Linked DNA regions of Mus musculus: regions 1, 2 and 4 are each linked to region 3. A link is a contact called in public Hi-C and promoter capture Hi-C data. All regions are on one chromosome and are shown on one strand. Each heading gives the region's core, a stretch centred on a gene start, on an enhancer-like site or on the middle of the called end of the contact. The rest is flanking DNA. Distances are from core to core; before and after follow the strand shown. Region 1 holds the start of Ptpn3 (protein tyrosine phosphatase, non-receptor type 3). Region 2 overlaps Ptpn3 (protein tyrosine phosphatase, non-receptor type 3). Region 3 holds the start of D630039A03Rik (RIKEN cDNA D630039A03 gene). Region 4 holds the start of Epb41l4b (erythrocyte membrane protein band 4.1 like 4b).

What was found. Promoter capture Hi-C pulls out the DNA fragments that hold promoters and counts their contacts. A called contact is a pair of places that touch in the nucleus more often than the background predicts.
Region 1: a promoter capture Hi-C map of liver shows a contact between it and region 3, with 2.1 times the contacts expected there. The contact joins the promoter of Ptpn3 here to the promoter of D630039A03Rik in region 3. A contact is called at or near these places in 1 of 39 promoter capture datasets (liver), 3 of 115 datasets of contacts at active chromatin or transcription factors (embryonic forebrain, embryonic stem cells and pancreatic cancer cells) and 1 of 9 other capture datasets (liver).
Region 2: a contact with region 3 is called in a Hi-C map of liver, with 2.7 times the contacts expected there. The contact joins the enhancer-like site here to the promoter of D630039A03Rik in region 3. A contact is called at or near these places in 1 of 39 promoter capture datasets (liver) and 1 of 484 Hi-C or Micro-C datasets (liver).
Region 4: a contact with region 3 is called in a promoter capture Hi-C map of liver, with 4 times the contacts expected there. The contact joins the promoter of Epb41l4b here to the promoter of D630039A03Rik in region 3.

The regions. Positions count from the first base shown.
Region 1 is chr4:57,298,981-57,302,486 of GRCm38.p6, forward strand. Ptpn3 (protein tyrosine phosphatase, non-receptor type 3) reads right to left here and starts at 1,389. Exons shown (of 26, transcript NM_001384115.1): 1 at 1,301-1,389. It overlaps Gm12536 (a long non-coding RNA gene), which reads left to right and starts at 759. Exons shown (of 3, transcript XR_003955208.1): 1 at 759-1,330; 2 at 2,791-3,506.
Region 2 is chr4:57,281,087-57,284,298 of GRCm38.p6, forward strand. The region is part of intron 1 of Ptpn3 (protein tyrosine phosphatase, non-receptor type 3); the gene reads right to left. Among named protein-coding and RNA genes, the nearest start is that of Gm12536, 17 kb to the right of the region's middle. Within about 2 kb of position 1,280, at least 51 of the 459 cell types and tissues checked have an H3K27ac peak or open chromatin away from gene starts, as enhancers often do. A contact at or near this core is called in liver, where this site is marked.
Region 3 is chr4:57,914,551-57,918,028 of GRCm38.p6, forward strand. D630039A03Rik (RIKEN cDNA D630039A03 gene) reads right to left here and starts at 1,714. Exons shown (of 2, transcript NM_178727.2): 1 at 1,047-1,714. The coding sequence starts at 1,245. It overlaps Gm42293 (a long non-coding RNA gene), which reads left to right and starts at 1,958. Exons shown (of 5, transcript XR_881308.3): 1 at 1,958-2,187; 2 at 3,005-3,184; 3 at 3,448-3,478.
Region 4 is chr4:57,141,613-57,145,054 of GRCm38.p6, forward strand. Epb41l4b (erythrocyte membrane protein band 4.1 like 4b) reads right to left here and starts at 1,544. Exons shown (of 25, transcript NM_001355492.1): 1 at 1,236-1,544. The coding sequence starts at 1,541. It overlaps LOC108168956, which reads right to left and starts at 3,039. Exons shown (of 2, transcript XM_017320489.1): 1 at 2,994-3,039; 2 at 1,646-2,379. The coding sequence starts at 3,039. The coding sequence ends at 1,646.

The DNA.
Region 1 (3,506 bases), core at 139-2,638, 620 kb before region 3:
GGCACTCTGTAATGCACAAGGAGCAGCCACCACAAAGAACGATCAAACCCGCTGTGAGAAGCTAAGAGACCCCCGCTCCCCAATCCAAAAACATAAGGTTAAGCATGAGAGCTTTGCAGAATATGCATCTTTTTCCCAACCAGGATTTCCAATTCATCCGCTTCGACATTTGCAAGATGGATCATCTTGCAAAAATAGTTCTTTCTGTGAGGCCCGAGTGTCAACTTCTGGAGTTTCGGAACTCACAAAGACTGCCATTAAACAAGAGCAGCTCACCACCGCTCTGTGGAGTTGCTTTTTTCAAAGCCTCAGCAGACGTTCTCCTGGGCACAAACACAGACCCAGAAAATGACTGCCTAATTCTACCTTCCTGACAAAATGGGAGCCATGAGGGTCTCTAACTGAATTAAAATCACATCACGCCAACTGCTCGCTTGCTTTATGCCGGGCACGGAGCCAAACACCTCCACACCATTTATCCTACTTAATCCACCACCAACCAGGCGAGGTGGGCATTATTGCTGCCTGCGTGCAGTGGAGGAAATGGAGGATCAGAGAGGTTAAACGACTCGTCCAAGGTCACCAGCTGGCCAAGGGGAAGAGCCCAACTTGAACCTAGGTCTAGAGTTTCCCAACCACAAGTTCCCTGTACCTTCACGGAACACCCAGGTGTCAAGTTATCTTAACTTCTCATGAATTTTTTAAAGGCAACCCTCAAGTTCGTAATAAGTTTAGGAGGCAGCAACCGGGGGCGGGGGTTTCCGGGCGCGCTCTCTCCCTGCACAACGCAGCAGTGTCACACCGCAAGTTACCAGAGAAGCCACCCCGGTCGCCCGCGGAACGGGGCGGATTGGTTTGGCACTGGAGTTCGTGCCAGGCCCAGGAAATGCCATCTTTGCAATCTGAAGGGGAATTCGCCCCGGGTGGCTGAGCTTCGGGGACCGCGGAGAGCTGGATCCCCGCAGCGGTGCGCCCCCTCTGCCGGGCTGCGGATACCTCGGCGCCAAGCCCAGGGCTCGGCCAGACTGGAGCGCACGCCCACGCCCGCGCCGCTGCGTCCAGAACGCCCAGCCTTTTGCCGCCCACGCCCGCGCCCCGCCCCAGCCCCGCCAGGTGATCCGGGCCTGCGCCCCCCGGATGCCCGACGTGGCGCGGAGACCTGGGGCTACCAGCTCAACCGCTAGTCCTCCCGCGTGTCCGCCGAGCCCCGGACCGGGTGGGGGTTGGGTAAGCCCCGCGTGTCCGCGATCGCAGCAGCCCGCGCTCCGACCCTCCCCGCAGAGGACCCAGTCTCCCATACCTGCAGCATCCGGGGGCGCGGGGCGCCCAGGTAGGTCGCGCGGGCGGGCGGCACTGAAGCTCGCTCGCGCCGCGACCTGGCCGCCGTCTGAGCATGCCCAGTGCAGCCCGCGGGCGGCTCCCGCCGGCCCGGCTGTGGCCGCGACGGGCCCGCGCGCGGGGCGGGGGACCCGGGACAGGGGCGGGCCCGGGGCAAACTCGTGGGACGCTGCCACTGGCCTCCGCAGACCACCTGCCAAACTCCCGCAGACCTCCAGGTCCCCTGGCTCACGCACGCAGCCATTCGTGCTTTTAGCATTTATTGAACACCTACTGTGTGCCTGGCTTTCCCGGATTGCATGCCTAAGAATGGCAAGGGCTTGGCGCTCAACGAATCTGAAATGACAGCGAGCCTTGCGCGGTGGCTTCGTGGCTGAGTTGGGGGTCTCGCTGACTCCAGCGGCTCCGTGGCTGAGTTGGGGGTCGCAGGGCTCCTTTGCTGGTCCTAGGACACCAGGCAGGTTAGCCCTTCCCAAAGCCTATAGGGCCCCTAGTGGCGGGCGTTCCAGCCGGCCTCTTCCGCCTCCTCCCACACCTGTCTTCCTGCGCTCCGACTGCACCTTCCTCCCCATCATACCCTCTGAACTTGACCCGCCTGGAGACCTTTACACTGCCTTTCCCTCGAGGTAGGACGTCTTTTGCCCTGCTTTGCTGGTGTTTCGAGCCCTCTCACCATTCAGGTGCCTCTTGTAGGAGAGACCTTTCTGGCTACCTTTCTAAATTAGCCCTGACCTCTTGCTCCCTCTCCAAGTCCATTACCGCACTCCAAGCATGTATCACTTATCCATTCAACAGTTACTTACGTTCTTCACACTTAATATATAGACAAAATCTCTGCCCCTTGTTGGGAGTTTAGAAGGGACTTTCTCGCAACAAACAACAGGTCCGTAAACAACGCAGGGTATTAGGTGATAAATTCTAAGAACAGGGGAAAGGAGCCAGGCAAGAAAGATAGGGGGTGGCCCGGTGAGAGCTGGTGGAACAACCAGATCAGGTGACAAATACCATTCAGTCACGCAGCTAAACAAGGAAGCTTTCTTGGGACGATAAAGCCGGTGCAAAAACAAAACAAAAACAAAAACAAAAAAACCTCAAAACAAAACGAGCGCAAGCTTTGTGCCCGTGAAACGGAAGGGCGAGCGGAGGGGCTGCTGGAGTATGTTGCCGGCTGTCTCTCGCGACTTAGATTTCCCCCTTAAGGAGTACCTCCCCTCTGTGTCAGCTCGGTAACTCCGCCTCTCAAGAGACCCAGCCTCTAAACGACGCTTGGCTTCCAGTAAGAACTAAAAACGTTTTGTTGAATGAATATGATAACAAAAGGATGGAGAGATGGTTAGGATTCTATGGTCGGACCTGGGTGCTAGATATCCCGAGAACCTTTTGTTCCCATGTCACCACGAGACCCTCAGCCGTGCCTGACTTCCTGGCTTAGATCCCGGTCTCTGTCCCAAGGTAGTGCACCGCTGCAGGCGCCGCCAGAACCTCGCGTCCGGGGAATTCCTACAGAGCCCGGAGTCCTAGGGGTTGCACTGTCCTGGCCCCGCCTAGGATCGCACGCAAAACCTGGAGCTCGGGCGCCAGGGCAGCACTTTTCGGAGTGGCGGGGAGAGCACTGGGCATGCTCGGAGCCATGGGAGCCCAGCGTCCGGAAGGAAGAACCCCCAGAGGGATTGGCGAAGCTGCCCACTGAGTCCCACCTGGCCGTCAGTCTTCTACTTCCCTGCAGGGAGTACTGGGTCACCCTCCTCCCCCAAGCATGGTGGGAAGACTTGAAATTCAGAGACAGCTGACTGAACACAGTGTCCTCTACCAGCTGCTGTGTGATCTGCTACCAAAGCCTTGCGCTCTCTGTGCCCTAAATAATACAAATGCCTACGCTTGGATCCGGGGGAGTGTGGGGAATTGAAAAAAAAAAAAAAAAAGAAAGAACGGGAATTTATTCAGTCCACCTTAAATGTTTTTTCCCCTTGATGAGGCTTGAATCCAGGGCTTTGCACACAGTAAGCACGAATGTCTTCCAGTGAACTAAGCCCTGTCCCAGACTCATTTCTTAAGTGCCTATCTCAATCATTCATCCATCATCCTTTAACACTTTTTGGACTGCTAAGGTGAGGGACCTGGGAATTGTTAGAACTGTCCAGTTTAAATAAAGCCTGCTGGAATACATC
Region 2 (3,212 bases), core at 30-2,529, 630 kb before region 3:
CCAGCCAAGAGGCTGGAATCTCACAGCAGAATGTCCTGCCAGCCTCCGCCCCTGCCAAGATGTCTGAAGCCAGGGCCAGCTGGGCCAGAGAAAACCCATACTCACTACCATAGAGCTGCCTTCCCCAAGGTTTTATCTCAAGGAAACACATAAAAACGCTCCAACCCTTATCCTTGCTCCCATTCCCAACCCCTACTTCCTAGCATCCTGGAAAGTCTTTTCTTCGGCCACCTCTTCCTTCATGGGTCTCCTAGGAGAGAGCCCGCAGAGGCTCGTTCCAGCCCCTAAAGCCCTCTGCTTGGAAGGTTTCAATCCCAACAGGTCATCTTGGGTTAGACCAAACACAGTAACCATGCCAGCCGCCACTGCCTCTAGAAACTGAGATAGAGATGTGCTCTCATGGTGCCTATTCAGCTTCCCGAAGTTTTTTTTTCCCCCCTCAAGATAAAATGAGGACAGACGAATAATAAAAGAAATGTAGCCGGACAGTGGTGGCACACGCCTTTAACCCCAGCATTTGGGAGGCAGAGGCAGGTGGATTTCTGAGGCCAGCCTGGTCTACAGAGTAAGTTCCAGGTTAGCCAGGGCTATACAGAGAAACCCTGTCTCGAAAAACCAAAAAAAAAAAAAAAAAAAGAAAAGAAAAGAAATGTATATGAACATTCAAAACACCATGGTTCTGGAAACTGGACATGCGCAAAATGCCAAAAGGTATGGTTGTTCCTAGAACTACTAATAAAAGCAAGTGTTTCAAGTCTTAAGAAAAAGTGTATTTTGTTGGTTCTGTTGCACTTATTTAGACTGAACCCCGACATGTGTTGAAGCCAGTGCTTGGTGAACTGAAGAAAATCCATTTTAGAGGAGTAACTAACTCAGCAGGCCTCCAGCTCGGCCACTTACCAGTGACTAACGTGACCCTGGACAAACTGACTTACTTCCTAGGTCTCCGCTGCATCCCCTGTAAACATTTCTGAGGGGCAGCAGAGTAGCTGGTCTTCCATACCCACAGTCTACACTCGACCTACCTCCTTCTTAGGTCCCTGGGCCACCCCCAAGCTGGGATTGCCGCGGGAGGAAGAAGGTCCCACAGGGCATCTGAGGTTCCAAGTGCTTTTCCATCCATTATCTCTCCTGACATCGTGGCTTTTGAAGGCACTGAACCGTTGTCCAGGTCAGTAGATTAGCCTCAGGAAAGCATGCCCAGTCATGGTCAACTCCAACAGTCATATGGATCCCCATTCAGTGCTAGCATTACACAATTGCCAGCTCCAAGTCTCCTGACCCAATGCCACTGGGCGGGAGGTGAATTACAGGTGATTCACTGGAGGCAAAACACCGCCCCATACTTAATCACTCTGCCTCTGTAATTTACTGACTGCAGGTCTATTCTTACCCTTTTGAGATAATCTTTATAAGCATTCCCCAAGGCTCACGTGGAGGTGAATTTCCTCTTATGAAGGAAGTGGTCTAGAAAAGCCACCTTTCTCCCCAGTTAATTCTGCAACATTAGAAACACAGGTAATGATATAGCTGTTTATTACCCATGTTCCTCTACTGGAAGGTGACACAATGCTTCTAACAGGTGTCTCAGAAAACTTAAAAAAGAAACAACACCCAAGGGACAGTCCTTTTTCTGGGAAGGTCACGGCCCTTTCAGCACCTTTTCAAATTGAGAAACAAAGCAAACGATTTCCTCGGTCTTCTAAAAGGTGCCAGCGGAAAAGCATCGTGTGCCAATCAAGGCCTTTCCAGCAGATCAGAAAGCCACCCCACTGTTAATAATTAGCTTCCTAGGAGCCACCTAGTACCTGAGGCCAGACCCTGGAGTTGGCCTTGGGTCTCGACACTCCTATAACCCCAGAGAGGTCCTCACTGCAGCCTGGACTCTATAAACTTGAACTCAGCCAGCTCTTTTACATTTGCAGGTACACCTAATGATTCCAAACAGAGGATCTAATTAAGAAAGACAGTCTTTTTTTTTAAATGTATATGAAGAAAATAACTAAAAAAAAAAAAAAAAAAAGACAGTCTTCGTGGGACTATAAGCAAGGGAGACACCTAGGGTATGTTGGAGACCTGAGTCTGCAGGAAGATACAATCCAGTCTCAGAATCTACAACACAAATGGGTGCTCCGGCTCAGTAAAACAGAATCTGCATGTGCCAAAAGCAAGAAGCAAGGAGGCTCTGAGCTAAGCAAGGAGGCTCTGAGCTAAGCAAGGAGGCTCTGAGCTAAGCAAGGAGGCTCTGAGCTAAGCATGGAGGCTCTGAGCTAAGCAAGGAGGCTCTGAGCTGGTCCAGGGGGAGGAGGGAGAACACGTGATCTCCAAGGGCATTCTCTGGAGAGCATACCTGAAGCAAAGCAACAAGCCAATCTGGAGGGTGATTTTGTTTGAGTTGTGCTCATGGGTTTCAGGAAGCTGTAACATCTCCACTTTACAGCACATCAGGGTCTGCACTATCACTCACTGGTCCACATGTGTTCGGGTACTTCATTCAAACATCACGGACCTCCTATCTTCCAAACTTACAGTGTTCCAAGTGGGTGTGCATGACCACAGCTGGACATTCAACCCACTCTTCATTAGTGGGGCTCAGATTTTCAAAAGGACCCACAGAAAATATAGAGAAGGAACAGGTGACTAGGACAGGCGCTGTTAATTAATTTCATGGCTAGAAGAGATGTGTGTTAGGGTGAAACCAGGAAACTCCTTTCCTTAGGGAGGAAACCTGGCTGGGTGAGCTGATAGGAAGAGACCAGACCGATGCTCAAGCTCAAACCCAGCAAGACCAACCAACAGGCTATCGAGGGCAATCTGGGGGTGGTGGGTCATCACCTAAGTTAACCGTTTTCTGTCTTTTCATCAGGTAGAGCAATCCTTACACTGGACTAGACGGATACATGAATGCCACTCATGGCCACTCAGTGCCTTGCTGGAAATCTGTATCAGAGACAAGAGCAGGGCTCAGACCCTGGGCTGAGCCTGTGTATCTCCTGTGTCACAATCCATCCCGGGGGCTCCTGAAAGAGCCGAGCTTTCCCCAGGCACGGATGCTAACACTGAACTTATTTTTTTAATTGTGCTTTTCAAAAATATATAGGGTCACTTTTAAGTACAACTCTGTGACATTAATTATATTCATACTCAACATTGTGCAACTATTACCACTATTTCCAGAAAATTCCCTCACTCCAAACAGAAACTCTGTACCC
Region 3 (3,478 bases), core at 464-2,963:
ATGGTCATACAGGACAAAGAGAAAGAGAAGCACACACACACACACACACACACACACACACACACACACACACACACACACACACACGGGAAGAGAAGGAGGGAAGGTGGGAGGAAGGGAGGGAGGGGTCCGTGGCCCCTAGCCAAATAGTGAAACCTTCTGCTAAAGCCCTAGACTGCAAATCCTTTAGCATAGGGTCCTCCTTCAAGCAAATGAGAATATTCAGGAGCACAGACAAGTTTTACACTTGTTTCCCCTTCCTTTTAAAAGAGGCTTTCAAGATTAATTTTATTTTTGCACGTAGAAATGTTTTTGCCTGCATGTACATATGTGCACCACATGCATGCCTGGTGCCTGTGGAGTTCAGAAAAGGATTGGAACTGGAGCGAGAGGGTTGCAAGCCACCATGTAGGTGCTGGAATGGACCCCAGATCCTCTCTGCAAGAGCAACGCTGTGATCTTAACCACAGCCCCCCATCTTTTATCTTTCCACCGGCTTTGGTTTGGTTTAGTCTGGAGGGGGCATGGGGGAAGGTAAACTCAGGCTTTGTCCCAAGCCTGTGCAGAACCGCTCTGTGCTAAGGTGTGATACCTATCACTGTAGAATGTAGAACTCTTTGCCTGCTTGAGCCCTGAATCCTGACTCAGCCAGTTGCTCTAAAATTGGGACTCCCCATCTTTCTTCTGCAAAGCCATTCTCTCTGTTTTGCCTGTGGATCCAGTCAGGAGGCTGACTCTCCATCATCCTACTTAGCCTAGTAGGAGGGTGCCAAGACTGCTCACCTGACCAACCAGTCAAGCCAGATCAGAATTAGGGGAAAATAGACACGGAGACCAGGAACAGTGGCCGTTGGCCAAATGCTTGGCAGAGAGGCCTCTGTTCCTTTGGCTAAGAAACAGGCTGGGCACAGCCACCCTGATCAAGCTTCCGTGGCTCGGTGCTGACTGGGTCAGCAAACAGCTTTTTTCTTCCTCTCCGTGGACTTTCAGTCCCCCCGGTTCCACCCACAGAAGTTCCCCCCTCTGCAACACACGCCCAGCCCTACCTTTAGGGAACACCATTAGGTGGGCCTGGGTCCTCTGCTGTTTCCTCAGACCTTCATACTGGGCACGAAGAAACTGGATGTTTACAGGAGGCCCTTGACCTGGCGCCTGAGTCCTGGAACCCTCAGCCATTAAGCAGGTCCCCAGTTCCAAGAACTTGGGTAGAGCAGGGCACGGGCAGGCCAACCCTTTCATCCGCATCCGGGAGAAGAGCAAACACTGAGGGCTGAGGCAGGGGGAGGGGAGGAGAAAAGAAGTGTAGACGGTAGCGTGAAAGAAAGAGAAGAAGAACAGGGAGCAAGGAGAGAAGCTGGCAAGATACGGGGGGAGAGAGAAGGAGAAACGGAAGGGACAAGATCGGGGAGGTGGGGAGAGGAAGAGTGGGGAACAGTTAGTTCTTAACTAAAGAGGAGGATTCGGAGAGGGGCTGAAAAGGGGGCAGCGGAAAGACAAGGAGAGAATGGAGTGAGGAGCGGTTAAGAGCAGAGAGTGGGGTGGGCAGGAGGAGAAGGTGGGGAGGGTTGAAGAGCCACAGGTAGGAGTTGAGCGAGCGAGGGATCCAGCTCAGCTGCTGCGCTCTTTCTCAGTCCAGGGAGCTTTTATTCCAGACGGCTTCCTTGAGTGATGGTCAAGCTTAGAAAGCCGTTCCGAGGGCCACCGTGAGATTCCAGTTTCCTGGCAGAGCCGAGCTGGTCTGAGGAGTGCCAGGTGCCTGCTCAGTTCACAGATTTTGAACTTGACTTAGCAGGTCATCAAAACCTGCTGGCTTAATGAGCAACCACCACAAAAAAAAAGAAACAGCTTCTGCAACTTCAAAAGCTGGGGCTCCGATGTGTACAAGGTCACCCTAAGGTTTGAAGGCAGCCCCCAGCACACCTCTCAGATAAAAACTCCGGCATAAAGTCTGCCATAGAGACAGAGTCCAGGGTAGCCCTGGCTTCCCGCCAACCCCACCTCTTTGACATTTGAGCAGCCTTTGTGGTCTTGGCTTTTTCCAACTAAGTAACAAGTGGGTGTTTATTTTGCCCACAGCTACGTGCACCCTCACCCCCTTTTTGCCAGCCCTATCATTTCTGCGAATGGCAGACACTGCCTCTTCTTACACTAGCCGTGATCTATCCCTGCTCTGCTCTGCTTACTCAAGTAAGTGCGATTCTTTCTCCTAAGGCAATCCTTACCACTGGCCACTCTTGCAGAGCAATGGGTAGGGGATGGAGGAGGGTAAATCTTCAAAGAGTAGTCAAGGTAGTTCACTGGGGCTGCCATCACAAAGTCTCACAAACTGGGTGGTTTAAACATCAGACATTGTTCTATTTGTTTCAGAGACTATAAATCCAAGATCACGTGTGATCAGAGTCCGATCCTGTGGGAGAGTGTTCTATAAACCTTGACTAGCTCCTGCTGGCTTGCTTTTGCAGCCTGGTGGCCTTCATTTTTATGAAGGAATCACTTCACCTTTGTCTCGTTGTAATGTTCTCATGTTGAAATTTTCCCCTTTTATAAGGACACCAGTCACTGGATTAGTGCTTAGCCTGATAACCTCATCTTAATTTAACTAATTAAATTGGCAATAAACCTACTTCCTAGTAGGGCACATTGCAGGCTCCAGATTTAAGATGGCAGCAAGAGAACTGGAACTGAGCTGGTAAGATTTAGCTTTTGTTGGGTAGACCATGACAGTACCATTCAGGGAAACAGGAAGGAAGGGAGAGATGACCGGGGAGGAGCAACAGGGGACTAGTTTTAGATGTTATAGTTGGGGTGTCTTTGATCTTTCTGGCAGCAGGAGGGAGCCAGATGGTGCAGGGTGCTTTGTGGGGAAATCTCACTTGAAAATGCCATTCGTTTTGAAAAAGATAATTTGTTATTGGGAAGATTTTATTGTTAGGAATATATAGAATCAAGAAGTGATCCTAGATTGATCTCTGCCTTCCTCCCTCGCTCCCTCCCTTCCTTTCAGGAGTTATATGTACACATTTGTACGGATACACATGCCCATGTGTGTGTATGCATGTGTGCATGGAAGTCAAAGGTTGATGGCACAGGTGTGGGCATCATGATTCTGAGGTGGTCTTCTGCTGATCTTGAAATGCACCAGTTTGGTGAGGCTGTCTGGCCAATGTGCTCCAAGGACCTACAGGTGGGTATGTTCCCAGTGTTGGCCTTATAGACTCATGTCACCTGGCCTTGCCTTTATGCTGAGCTGGAGAGCTGCACTCAGCTCCTCTTGCTTGCACACAAGCACTTAACCAACTGAGGCATCTCCCTTCCCTCCCACTCTCCCTCCCTCCTTCCCTCCCTCCTTCTCCCCTCCTTCCCTCTTTCCCTTAGTTCCTTTCTTCCTTATTTTCTTTGTCTTTTTTTTTTTAATTTAAAAAAATTTTAAATTCTTTTACTTTTTAGACAGTTTCACTTTGTAGCCCAAACTGGTCTG
Region 4 (3,442 bases), core at 294-2,793, 770 kb before region 3:
GAGGATATTTTTGTGACAAAATGCTCTCCTATAGAGCACAGGAACCACAAAAATGAAACTACCATAAATTGAAGCTGTCTCCAAATTAACCCACAGGAAGCAGCATTAGAGCCTAGGCTAGCGAGGCTGATTTTTCCCATCTGAAACCCTTACAGGTTAAGTGTTCTCTCCTTAAATCCAACGAATTCCTACCACCCAGTTACAGACTGTCCGGAGGCCTAAACACTCCGGACAATCTGTAACTCATCTAAAGCTCAATTACTGCGGTGTCTTCAGTCATGCCCAAAGATTCCCGAAGGCACCGTCTGCCGCAGCGCAGTGGGCGCCCGTTAGTGCAGCGTTTGATAGGATCTGACTGGCCCCTTCGGCCAAAAAGGCTCTTTTGGCGGCTGGACTCCCTGTCGGAGACACTGGCGCTGGCCTAGCTTGCCACTGGAACTGGGCCCGGGTGCAACCACCTGTGGGTGTGTGAACCGGACGCAGGCCCTGGTGCTGCCACCCCGGGATGCCCTGAACGAACCACGCAAACTGCCGGGTGTGGGAGAGAGTGGGTAGGCCAGTCCAGAGGGGACCGGGGCCAACTCCCAGCACGCCAAGGCTTATCTCTCCGTTCAAAGCGGACCTGGCCTGAGTTGGCTCCCAAGTCGCTCCACTCCCTGCGAGGTTGTGAGCCAGGGAGCACTTTGGGATAGGCTCCCTATGGGGGCCATCCACGGGGAATCGGGAGAAGGCAGAGCGGCAAAACTGTTCCCTAAGCCTCTTCCCAAACTTGGGGCACCTGCTGAGCAGCAGGCAAGGATTTCTTCTCCACCAAGGCCTGATACCCAAAGCGGGATACCCCGGAACAGCCCTGCGTCGCTTGAAAAATTCTACTCAATCCAGCAGCCGAAGGCCAACATTGGCAGGGAATGCCAGCCACCTGCGCCAAGGGGAGGGGACGTAGGGACGTGTGCATGGGATAGCATGGGGTAGGAGTGAGGCACAAAAATCCTAGGTGGTCGCCAAAGAAGGGCGCCGCAACCCTGCGGTTGCAAGGTGCCAAAGACTGGGCCCCAGAGCATACCCGGGCTGGTGGTCTGGGAGGGTTCATGGCTGGGGAAGATTGGCAGAAGATGGGGGAGGGGTCCCCAAAAAACAGCCCGGGTAGCTTCCCAGAGAGAAAGAAAGACTGGGACAGGGGGTTCTGACCCAAGCAGAGCAGGCTGCTAGTGCCCCGCACGCGCCGCGTCACTCACCGGCAGGTCCACGCTCACTTCGGTTCCGTCGAGCAGGAAGACACGGCAGTAAAGGGTGGCCTTGGCAGCTCCCGAGGCGGAGATGTGCACAGCCGCGCCGCCGGTGAGCAGGGGCCCGCCGCCGGCCGGGAATACGCTGCCCCCGGGCGCGGCGGGCAGCACCGAGGAGCTGGCGGCGGCAGCCGGGCCCCCTCGCGGCCCCCCGTCGCGCTCGTCCCCCAGCCCGGCGGCCCCGCGCCCCGCCGCGCCCCGCGCGTAGCGCTGCATGGAGCGGCGGCCAAAGGTCCGGCGCAGGAACCGCAGCATCCTGGCCGGGGGCGCCCCCTGCCTCCGCCCCCTGCGCTGCCGCCGCGCCGCCGCCCGGGAGCGCCCGGCGCCGCCGTCAGTGCCCGCCGCGCCGCGCCGCCTCCCGCGGGCTGCGGCCCGGGGCTCGCTCCCGCCCCAGCCGAGGCCGCCGCCGCGCTCCGGCCGCCCGCGGGACGCGTCGGCCGGGCCAGCGCCCGCCGAGAGTAGCCGCGCGGGAGAGAACGCGCACAGGCGGCCCGGGGGACCGTCCCGCTGCTGTCGCCGCTGTCGCTGCCGCGCGCTTGGGGCGGTCGGTCGGTGCCGGCTGCTGCGTGGCCGCTGCCCCGCGAAGAGCGCCGCGGGGGGACCCGGCTGCGGGCTGCTCCCGCGCCGCGCGCCGGCCGAGGGCCAGCCGGAGCAAAGCGCCTGCGTGCTCCCGGCGCGCTCGCTCCCACTCGCGCCGCGCCCGGCCCGAGGAGGCCCCCGCCGAGCGCCCGCTCCCGGGGCGCCTTTTCCTGCGCCCGCAGCCCCCGCCTCCCACCTGGGAGGGCTGCACCTCCAGCCGCCGCCGCCGGCACTGCAGCACGCCCTCCTCCCCCGGGGCTGCGCCGGGCTTGTGCTGCCCCCTGCCGGCCCGAGCGCCCCCTGCTGCTGTAGGTGCGCTCACGTGCGTACACGTAGGTGAGCACACACGTGTTTCCGGGCGCGCAGGACCCCCTAGAAGTCCAAGAGTTCCTCCTGCTTGACCAGATGAAGAAAATAAGACTGTCTCCTTCCAGGGAAGTCTTACCCCTAGGGCAAAGAAAAACACGGCTCTTTCTGGAAGAAAAACAAAAACAAAAACAAAACACCAACCGTACTCAGTTTCTCCTTCTGCAGAAGTGGAGTAGGCGACCTAGAAGGTCCCTGCCACTTAATGAAATTCTATCTGCTTAAAATCTCAACCCTGGCTGGAGCTTTAACCTGCCAGTCCAACGGACCCGTTCCAAACAAGAAAATTGAGGCCTGCGAGGAGGGGAAGTACTTTTCCATACTCCTTTGGAGACACCCTGCTTCAAGGACCTCGCCCATGCCCAGAATTAAGGAAAGGTCCTGCATAAGCTATTGCTACTGAGAAGGTTGGTCAAGGTTGGACAGACTCCTGGGAAGCGAAGCAGAACATAAGAATGAATTGCATAGGGCACATGGAGCAAACTGGAGACAGCGAATTGCTAACAATCAATGCCCACAGGTTCAGGGTTTGCCCACAGACAAGTGAGTTGTCCTGTGTTGCAGAAAGGAATGTGGGAAATGAAGCTGAAAGGAGGCCAGGCCTTTGGGGAGAATAACACTACTGTTTATCAGGCCCTAATTTTGTGCCAGACATTACGGTAAGCCCTTTCCATATGTCTTAATTTAGCCTGTTAGCGTACAGGTTATTACCTGGATCATACAAAGGAGGAAACTGAGCTTTGGAGAGCTTAAGAGACTGACATACAGACTCATTGGGCTCCAGAGCTACTGGTGGAGCTTGTAACATGGTTGGCAAGCAAATGACAGTTTAAGAAAGAGTTGGGGAAGCAGTGACCTCAGCAAAGCACACAGAGAAGACAGGGGGTGAATGTAGGACTCATTCCAAAAGAGACATTTATTGAAAGCCAGGCATTGTCTTAGATTTCACCGTTTGCATCTTCATTACTCCTCATTCCAACTCTCCAAGACAGTTCTATGCATTCCCGTTCACTTAGATGGATTTAGAACTTAGGTTTGTAATATGCTTGCCCAAGGTCTGACAGCTGCCCCGAATTCATTCTCTGATATTATGGGGACCACCCATGTGACAGTTTACTCTGTAAAATGGCATCTACACAATAAACCATTGGATACCCACTCTGCCCTTTACCCCCACAACAAGATTGAACAGAAACTATGTACAAATTGGC